2 separate regions of the Mus musculus genome follow, and region 2 is linked to region 1. Evidence: chromatin contacts called from public Hi-C data. All regions are on one chromosome and are shown on one strand. The core of a region is the stretch at or near the end of the contact, and the rest is flanking DNA. Distances in the headings are between cores, read along the strand shown.

Region 1 (4,887 bases), core at 984-3,483:
TCCCTACGCACGGCGACATACTGTCTGAGCCAGTTAAAGGACACAGTGTAGGCCTGCTGGGGTTGACATCGGAAGAAACCAGCATTTGAAGTGGCTAACACTGAAAAGCCACTCAACGCCACTAAATGACCGACCTCTGGGCTACTGACTCCTCACAGGCTCCGCAGAAGTGGGGTCTGTTATCATTCCTATTTTATAGATAAGGAAGGTGAAGGGGAACTCAAGAAGCTGAAGGATCCTACCCAAAGCCAGCTAGCTGGGGCAGAATTTAAATCTGAGCATCCCAATGTCGTTTTAGTTAAGTCAGTGAGCTTTGAATGAGGGGGACAAAGCCATTTCCAAGTCTGACCCAAGTCTGTACACAGTTAGCGTGGCCACTCCCCAAAATAAGCCAAAGCTAGGAGAAAGAGGCAGGAAGGCTGAAGGAAAAGAAAGGCAACCTTTGCCATCAAGGGTGACAGGTGAGATGGGAAAGGGACGCTATGTAAGCCTTAAACTGCTGCAGAAGAGTTGTCGGCCTGTATTCTGCAGCTGGAAGGTTGTGACAGCAGGAAGTGGGGCGGCCTGGGGCAGCAAGCTGCACAGAGATAGCTCGCTCATATCAACTCTATTATCAACAGATGGAAGGGAAGGCTTGCCCACCGCCACCCAGCTGAAGAGACCGCCAGGCCTCCAGGTTCGGCACTCTGGTTCCTACCCTAAAATACTTCCCTCCCTGGCTTGCCAGTGAAAAGAACAAGGGAAAACAACAAGAAACATCTAAGAGGGGTGGGAGGCAGTAGAGGACAGAGGAGGAGATCCCGCCCTCGGAGCCTCTGTGGGAATCTTTGGGGAAACACAGAGTTCACAAAGCTGCTGCAAACACGAGTTGACAGGTCAGCTTTCTTCTCTCTCTCTCTCTCTCTCTCTCTCTCTCTCTCTCTCTCTCTCTCTCTCTCTCTCTTCAAGTGGGGATAGATTCAGAAAGCTAAGGCAGTGGCCAGGTTTCTGTCAAAGCTAAAACGGAACTTTAGCAGAGATTTTTATAATCCCAGGGATTCACTAAGAATATCATGTCAAGTTAACTTATATACCCTGCTTCTGACAGAGCTGTTAGGGAGCAGCAAGAGTTTGGTCCACTTGGGGTGTCAAGAGTCTTGACACCTGAAGCATTATATAGCAAGTTACAAGCCGAACTCAGCTCAAACAGAATGTTCTTGACACACCTGTACCAGCCCTTTGAATACCTCAGCCAACATCTCTACTCCCAGAGGGCCATTCACTCATTGGGCTAAAGGTTATATCCCTAGTGGTTTATCTGTGTGAAGAACCCAAGTCAACAGGTAGATACTCAGACCTCAGGACCACTTGAATGGGGGAACTGAGACATGCCCACTGTGTGAGGAGCACACAGTAGGTCTTGCTAGGAAACAGACAAGGCCTCTCCTGGGAAAACTTGGAGCTAAGGGATAGTGCTGTTCTTTGAATGAGAAATGTCCCCCATCCAGCTCATGTGCTTGAACACGTGGTCCCCAGTTGGTGCTGATGTGTAAGGGAGTTGTGGAACCTTTAGAAGAAGGAAGCAGGACATCACTAAGGACGGGCTTGGAGAATCCTTAGCTTGCTCCATTTCCAGTTAGCTTACACGGCTTCCTAGGTTTGTCTGGAGCATAGCCAATCAGTTTCCTGTTCACCTGCACATCTAGACCTTTAGAACCTTAATCCACAGCAAATTGTTTTCTTCCCACGGTCCTTGCATTTAACACAACAACAGAAGAGGACAGACAGGGCTTAAATGAATTAGGAAGCATACAGATGGATCGGCGTTAAGAAAGGATAGTGCTGAATGCTGTGAGAGAAGCCATCGGGCAAGACTTCCGGAACCAAACAGCACTAAAGCCAAGAATCAAGACAGGGTTAGAAAATTAAAGCTAGCAGAAGACAGTCCCAGAAGAAAGCTTGTCAGGCTCGGTGGTGAAAAGGGCTAGGAGGCAGGAACAAAGCATACCAGACCAACAAGGCGGGCTAAGGAGAAGTCCAAGCCTTTGCAATGGGGCCTGGAACTGAAGGGATCACAGCAGCAGGGGAGCAGTAGATCATTCAGGCTCTGAGAGGGGCCACATTGGCTGTGTGTGTAGAACTGGGGGGTTGAGAGATACGGGGATAGAAGGCCCCCCGTGTTAGAAGAGTCCCTGCAGCAATCAATCCTGGCCCTTTTAGTCAGAATGGAAAGACAAGAATCACAACCGGGTCTGAGGGTTCACAATTACATAACAGCAACCAAGTTCATTCATGCTCTGATAATAACGTGGAGGAAGCACTCCTCGAGGCCACATTTTTCCTTGGCTCTGCCCTTGGTCCCCGTCCTTTCCAAGATCTTTATCTTGATGGGGAAGACGCCAGAGGGAAACCAGCAGAGCTGCCCAGGACGTGAATCTGGGAGGGATGTTCAACACCAGATGCAACTGACGCATACTCTGACCTCTCTACAGGATCAGGCAAAGGAGGGGGTTGTAAGACTGAACCCCTCTTTTGGCCTGTGTTCTCAAGGAACTCTCGGGCTGTGGGGGCATATCTGGGTAATGCAAACATTTACGGGGCTGTGATAAGGGTTTCCACATAAGCATGTAAACACGCTTGCTAGAACAAGTACTGGCAAGAAAAGTTCATTCTAATCCAGAAAATAGGAGTTGTTTTTCAAAAGTGGCCTTTGGCCTTGCCCTTAAAGGCTAGTAACAAAGTGTGTGTGTGTGTGTGTGTGTGTGTGTGTGTGTGTGTGTGTGTGTGTGTGGTGTGTGGTGGGGGGTAAAGGGGGAAGCAGGGCTCTCCTCACAGACACAAAGCCTAAGGAAAGTGACCACACAGGACAGACATCCAGCAGGAACTCACAGGCAAGACAGGCCTCATCCTTATTTCAGAAGGAAGGATTAGCATTAGCGTCCACGAGCTGGTCTTCAAGTGGCTCCACACGCACTGGCCTAGTTCACATCTTGATTGACTTCTAAGAATATAGCTTGCCCCCTCCACCATCCACCCACAAAGGACAGAGCCATAAGACACAGCCAAGAAAACCAGCCCCTCTCAAGAAGCCTGAACAGCATAGGGGTGAAGTGCTTTCTAACCCTTGGCCACAGAGCTAGTGCCGGGACAACCTGGAAAGCACCTGCCCCACTCAAGGAACAAAGGCCTAAGCATCTGTCGTTTGCCATTCAACACGGGGTCACAAATATTGTGCTTCGCTTAGTACATCTCCATTTGGAGCTCTCAGAAACTCTGGAAGGATGAACTGACATCGAAACCAACGCTTTCTTCCCAGCACGTACACTAGCTCAGCAGCCGAGGGTTAGAAAGCACTTGATTCCTATGAGGTTCAGCTTTGCCTTCTTGAGACTAGCCCAACAAACTCACCCGCAGGGTCCACTGAGAAACGGGATGAGACTAGCCAGGCCTGGGGTTGTCATGATGCTGCAGCATCCCACTGATGGCCTCTATGACTCTAACTCAGTCCTCCATCCAGATCAGAACACAGCTGCATCAGGACACTCAGCTCCTGCTTCCAGACTTTTGAGAGATATTAAAAATGTGTGGGACATCTAGGAGGGGGTTACGAGGCAGACAACTTAAGAGCCTTGCAAGTCTGGACACTGGGAAGCCTGAGTTCTTGACCTAGTTTAGTCACTTGGCAGCTATACGATCTGAGGCAAGTCACAACTCATCTGTGACTCAAATCTCACCCTAGAGTGACGAGGGCCGAGATACAGGTTCTCAGTGACTTCAAAGCCTCACTCAGCTCCAGAACTTCTTAAACTTTACAAATCTGTAAAGTTATGAGTCTCCCATAAAGGAGCTGATTACCCACCGAGAAGAGAGAAAGTTCCCTGACACACGTTTGTGAACTTGAAAGAAAGATGCACACGCAGTTGAGGGCACACGATGAGGGGGAAATGAGGCAGAGGTTCAAGATGAGCAGATTCAGGACCATGCTGGAAAGAAACGCCCCTTGTCGTCAGGACTACTCGGTAACGGACAAAACCATTGTGAGATTCGCAAAGGCAAGACTATGATACCAGCTCCACACTCCCAGTACTTAGTCTCCTAAGGGGCTTCCTGGTGGATTCATGGATGGTTAAGAGGGAAGAAGAGAGATGGTGAAGAGAGAGATGCCTAACGGGGTAGTGAACTTCCCATTGCTGGGCGATTCAGGCATCATCTGGATGACCATCTGTACGGGCTGCTGCGGAGTGGATTTCTATCCCGTGTAGGAGGTTCTGCTAAAGGTCTATGTGATATTTATTTCCTCGCTTCTCTCCCCACTAACTCATCCTACATATTTTTGTCAGATTAATCTCCCTAAAGGACAGCTCTGTTGATGTCACCCTCCCACTCAGTAACTTTCGATGACTTCCTATTCCCTGTTCAATTCAGTCCACCATCCTGGCGTTTGCGGACCCTTCTCCTCTCCTGCTCTGTCTTACGGTTCTCATTCATCTGTCAAAACCCAACTTACCTATCTGCCCTACCAAAGAGCCGGCTACTCTCCTTTTCCTGCAGTTTACCCAAACTCTGTCTACTGTAACTTACTGTACGTAATTATGGCGTATCCGCTGACAGTCTGTCTTGTGATATGTGAAGTTCCTCAATGAGAAAGCAATCTTGATCTCTACACCTCTGACATGAGGCAGAGTCCCTATCTTTTAGCAATAATTCATTAAAAATAATTGAAAGTGTTGACCCATTACAAACCAAACATTCTGTTGAGCCGCTGATAGGCATTATCTCCTTGGTTTTTATAATAAATATATTATCCCCATTAAATAAACAAGGAAGTGGAAGATAAATAATGTGCATAAGACGTGTATGCAATGGGTGACAGGGGCAGGCTTCAAACTTAGCAGTGCATGCCTGGAA
Region 2 (4,887 bases), core at 1,783-4,282, 160 kb after region 1:
TGGGCACATACTCTGCATCTAAGGTCGACATTACTGGGAAGGAGTAAAATCTTGCCTAGGCCTTGGTAGCTGAGGAATGAGCCAGGTTATCTTTTACTCATTAAAAATGATGAGATAAATTTCACCCCATATTCCCGAATGCATGCCATTTCTTTTAATTTTTAATACTTAAATATAGTATGTACACTTAAATATAGTATGTATACTTAATAGATAAGACATGTTTTAAGTATTGAAGGTCAATTTTTCCCATAAGTTCTACTTGAATTCATCTGTTATTATTCAACTGGATAATTTAAAGTACAAACAACCTCATGGGCATCTATCATTCAGTAAGAATTCTTTACCTAAATGATTCGAATTCATCTAATGCTGTAGGTACGCATTCCTCTTGACTTCTTCATCTTGTCCTTGGATGTATTTGGCCAATGGAAAATCTGGAAGGAGACTTAAAGTCAGAATGAGAGTGACTTTATTCCCCCGGTTTCATCTCTTCCAGACATGGTTTGGTACTAGTTGTAGACTTTGTCTCAAGTCTGCACATCTTAAATAGTTTTGAGAACTGTTTTTCCATTCCTTACCCCTTGCTGCTATTATTGCCTCTAAGGTACTTTTAAAAATTACTTTGTCTATGTTCTTTACCTTGCTTCATCTTTGCAATTCTTCCCTGATTACATCTTTTCCAATCATCCCGTTGGAATTTCCCACTTGTTTTCTGGCAAATCCAGATAAAGGGCTAACACTTGGCTCAGCCACTAAGAGACTGCACTTCTCTTACAGGTGACCCATGTTTAAGTCCAAGTGCCCATGTCAGTTAGCTCAAAACCCCCTGTAACTCTAGTTCCCAGGGCACCCTCTTCTGGCCTCTATGGACACCTACACTCATGTGCACCTACCCATATCCATATACATATTTACAAATAAAACCAAATATGTTTTAAAAGGCCCAGGTGAATAAAATGAGGCCATTAAAAATGACTACACAAACAAAAGACCTCTAAACTGGAATGTGGGAATATATTCTATGGTAAGTTGAATCATAGCCTTCTAAAACATGTTCACCTCCTAATCCTTGTACCTAGATGCAATGTTATATGGAAAGGGGGATTATGTTTGTATGTGGAATTAAGAGTGATACTAGCTGACTTAAAGATAGATTATCCTGGCTTTTCAGATAGGCGCCATAGAATCAAAGGTGTCCTTAAAAATGAAGAGGGGTTTAGAAGCAATAGCATCAGTGATGCTCTAGAAGAATGGTTGAGAGCCATTCCCATCTTTGAAAGCAGAAAGGAACCACGAGCATCTGAAGTCAGTGTCTGGAAAAATCAAGGATATTTATTACCCCTAAGGACTCCAAGAAGGATGAAACTTTAGTTTTTGCCTAGTGACTTTTTTGCTATATAGGATAATAAATGGGAGTTGTTCTAAGCCAGTAATATGTAGTAATTGATCACAGCATCAACAGGAAACTGATACAAATTGCTAATATATTTAATGAATACATTGAATCTCTTTGATATAGGAAAATAGCATGGAGATAATATATGATGTGGTACTCAACTTATTAACAGTAACAGAGATTGGGATGCATGCACATGGAAGGCAAGATGAAGATCAATTAGCTATGGACCTTAGTTGGTATGGTGACAATGGTAAGTATTAATATTGTGATGTAACCTGACTGTCTTTGTCAATAATTAATGTTATGCATGGATAAATAGATAAATTAAAAGTGTTGAAAGTCTAGCCAGGACACAAACAGAAAATGCAGAAAATCTGTGTGAAGGTTCTCAAAAGTTGCTGACTATCTTGAAAATGTTTCCTAGAGGAGAGGATCAATCTAGGGTCCGAGAATTATGACATCAATGTCTGTTTTGCTATGGATCCCTAGGGATTGCTGGTAAGCCAATATAGCTGAAATGGAGAATTGTGGATTCAGTAAGAGATCCTGTCTCAAAAACTAAGGTGGAGAGGCTAGAGAAAGAGCAGACCCTTGAGACATGAAGCAGGAACATTTGGGCAAACACAGACAAAGCTAAGGTCTTTGAACTTCAACAGTAACAGTGTCTTAACAAGTAATATTACAAATGAGAACCCCAATCCAGAAGAAGGACTGGAGAGCATGGTTTTGATGTGGGTGAAGGAAACCATGCTTAACAATTTATCTTGCACGATCAGCTTCAGATATAGGACTATGTAGCTACAATTCAGTAATATTTTTCTGTCTTGTTTCTTTGTCACCTTATATAAAAGGTTGGGTTAGTTATAGCTCAGTGGCACAGCATATGCTTAGAACATACAAGACTGTGGATTTGAACCCTGGCAAGATAAGTGGGAACTACCTCAGTCCTGTCAGCGTTCTTCCCAAGCAATGGAAACAGTCCTCAGTTAAATTATAGAAACACAGAGAGGTCTAAAAGCAGCAGCGACTATTACATGCATTCTTCCTGCCTTCCATGGTTTCAGTGCCAACAGTTTTCCATCCAAGGCTGATCACTCAAGATCAAAGTTACCCGAGAGAGTGCACCCCGGCCTCGGTAGTGTCATGTGTCCATGCCTTTTTCCAGTAGGACTGCACTCTGAGTCCACATGAACTGATGGAGAGTTGAGGTTCCTAGAAAATCCAGGAAGATTGTTCCTAGAAAAGGGAAGAGCTTGCACACATACACACACAAGTATGTACACATGTACTCACATGTGTGCACACAGGCACACATGCACATACATGCACACACACACACACAAACACGCACACACACAAGCACAGGTGCACTCGTGCACACACACACACACACATACACGCACACACGCACACACACAGTTTTAAGCCTGTCACAAAAGGTAAAGGACAGAATCTAGACAACGTGCTTACAGTTCAAAGCATTTTCTTCCCTCCCTGCTAGAGAATTAGGAGAGTGGGGACCCTGGCTGCCCTGGAGGAACACATGGTAAGAACTGACCCTCCACTCACTGTGTTGATCACTCATCTCTGGCAATCACTCCCAGAGTCTGTCTCATGTCCAGCCATTGTTCTGTGCAGTGAGAGATGCCAGCCCTACCCAGCCATGCCTGGTTTATAGCATTCTCTCCAGTTGTCTGCAGCATGAGCCATGAATGCCCTCCTTGTCTGTCCATCTCTGCAGCGTGAGCAGTGAGCTCTCCCAATCCATCCTTCTCCTTAGGATTCAACATCACTTTTCAAATGCACATCTTGGTTTTGAAATTTTCTAAGTGTATAGAAACATTGAAATAATTACAGTAAGCACTCATAAACACACCACCTAAATTCCACCGTTAGTATTTTAGTTCTTTTGTTTAATTGGGTATCCACCTGCAATCCACCCATCCACCCATCCACCCATCTATCCATCTCTCTCTCTCTCTATCCATCCATCCATTCATCCACTCATCCAAGCTTCCATTTAACAACACTGTCTTGATGGAGTTATGAAGTTTTCGTTTTGTATTTTTTTCTCTTTTGTACAATACTGATCCCAAATAGTTGTATCAACATTGGCAGACAAATGTCTGGCAGAGACATGTGCAACTCCTTGAGGCTGGACAATTTTTTTTGTTAATATTTTGACTAGAAAAAGTTTTTAAAGCATTCGTTTTTCATAAGAAGTAACAATCTGTTCTTTCTGGTAGCTTTCTTGACTCCTATTATTTCTAACTATGTCTCTAAAATAGATTTTTTTTTTTTTTTAGATAATTGTTTCGAAATGACAGGGAAGAGTTCTTAGAAAAAAAAATACTGGCTGAAGTGACTCCAAATTGGATTATCTAGATGGATCACTTTGTAGATGGTGGTGGTGGTGGTGGTGGTGGTGGTGGTGGTGGTGGTGGTGGTGGTGGTGGTGTTAAGTTTTGAACAATGCTTAGAAATTGTTCTACAATTATTAAAATGTGTTCATATCTGATTACCAAATCTCAGAGATGTGCAAGAAACTTAGAAGGGTATTTCCAGTCCTCAGAATTAAATAAGTGTCTCTACTTGCAAGGACGGTTCTTACTGAGATATCTGTACACATAGAGTTGTGTTAGATTCTTATGTGACTGAGTTTCATTATTAACTTCATGGTTTGGATTTAAGACCCTAAACTCAAGACTTCAGCATTTGAGTTCCAACTGATTTGTTTCTGTTTTTGTTTTTTTTTTTGTTTTTTTTTAAAGCCAGTTTGGAGCCATTGGTGTTACAGTGGAAGAGCCCTATCACAGGCACTTCTGCAGGACACACACAGCTTGGTGTCCACATAACCTGGACACATGGCACCTGCTCTTAGTGCCATTTCTTTGACCTGTGGCATGAACTTTATTACCTGAGTTTCATTTCAACGGATGCATGAGAATGAAACTATGTGGAAGTACCATAGGGAAAGGGGACTTAGCAGATGGCTAGAGAAGACTTGTCAGGACCTAGAACAACCCTGCCAGGGGGAGGACTGGTGGTGGTAGTAGTGAAACAGCCTGAAGGGTGGAATCAAACTGAAACAGAATGTCAGGACATGACAAAGAAAAGAGGGAAAGATGGAGCGAAGGCAGAGTTCTGGAGAGAGATGTAAAGACTCTGGATAAAAAAACGTGGGCGTGGTGGCGCACGCCTTTAATCCCAGCACTAGGGAGGTAGAGGCAGGAGGATTTCTGAGTTTGAGGCCAGCCTGGTCTACAAAGTGAGTTCCAGGACAGCCAGGGCTACATAGAGAAACCCTGTCTCGAAAAACCAAAAAAAAAAAAAAAAAAAAAAAAAAGATGTGTCTGGGAGCTCAGCTGGAACCTTAAACGAGCACAGCACTGTGTGGCAGGACAGGCTTTGGGTCATAGGACAGGATCAAAAGCGAACAAAGCTACAGCCATAAGTCTGAGTGATTCTACCACTACTCTCTCACA

Evidence for each region. Hi-C and Micro-C count contacts between places; a contact is called where the count stands out from the background.
Region 2: a Hi-C map of the N1E-115 cell line shows a contact between it and region 1, with 2.8 times the contacts expected there. The contact joins two enhancer-like sites. A contact is called at or near these places in 1 of 484 Hi-C or Micro-C datasets (the N1E-115 cell line), 1 of 115 datasets of contacts at active chromatin or transcription factors (stem cell-derived neural progenitor cells) and 2 of 9 other capture datasets (adipose tissue and liver).

Annotation. Positions count from the first base shown.
Region 1 is chr1:152,049,653-152,054,539 of GRCm38.p6, forward strand. The region is part of intron 1 of 1700025G04Rik (RIKEN cDNA 1700025G04 gene); the gene reads right to left. Among named protein-coding and RNA genes, the nearest start is that of 1700025G04Rik, 38 kb to the right of the region's middle. Within about 2 kb of position 2,234, at least 10 of the 459 cell types and tissues checked have an H3K27ac peak or open chromatin away from gene starts, as enhancers often do. A contact at or near this core is called in the N1E-115 cell line, where this site is marked.
Region 2 is chr1:152,211,554-152,216,440 of GRCm38.p6, forward strand. It overlaps Gm36920 (a long non-coding RNA gene), which reads right to left. Exons shown (of 8, transcript XR_001779484.1): 8 at 2,755-3,227. Among named protein-coding and RNA genes, the nearest start is that of Gm36920, 76 kb to the right of the region's middle. Within about 2 kb of position 3,033, at least 7 of the 459 cell types and tissues checked have an H3K27ac peak or open chromatin away from gene starts, as enhancers often do. A contact at or near this core is called in the N1E-115 cell line, where this site is marked.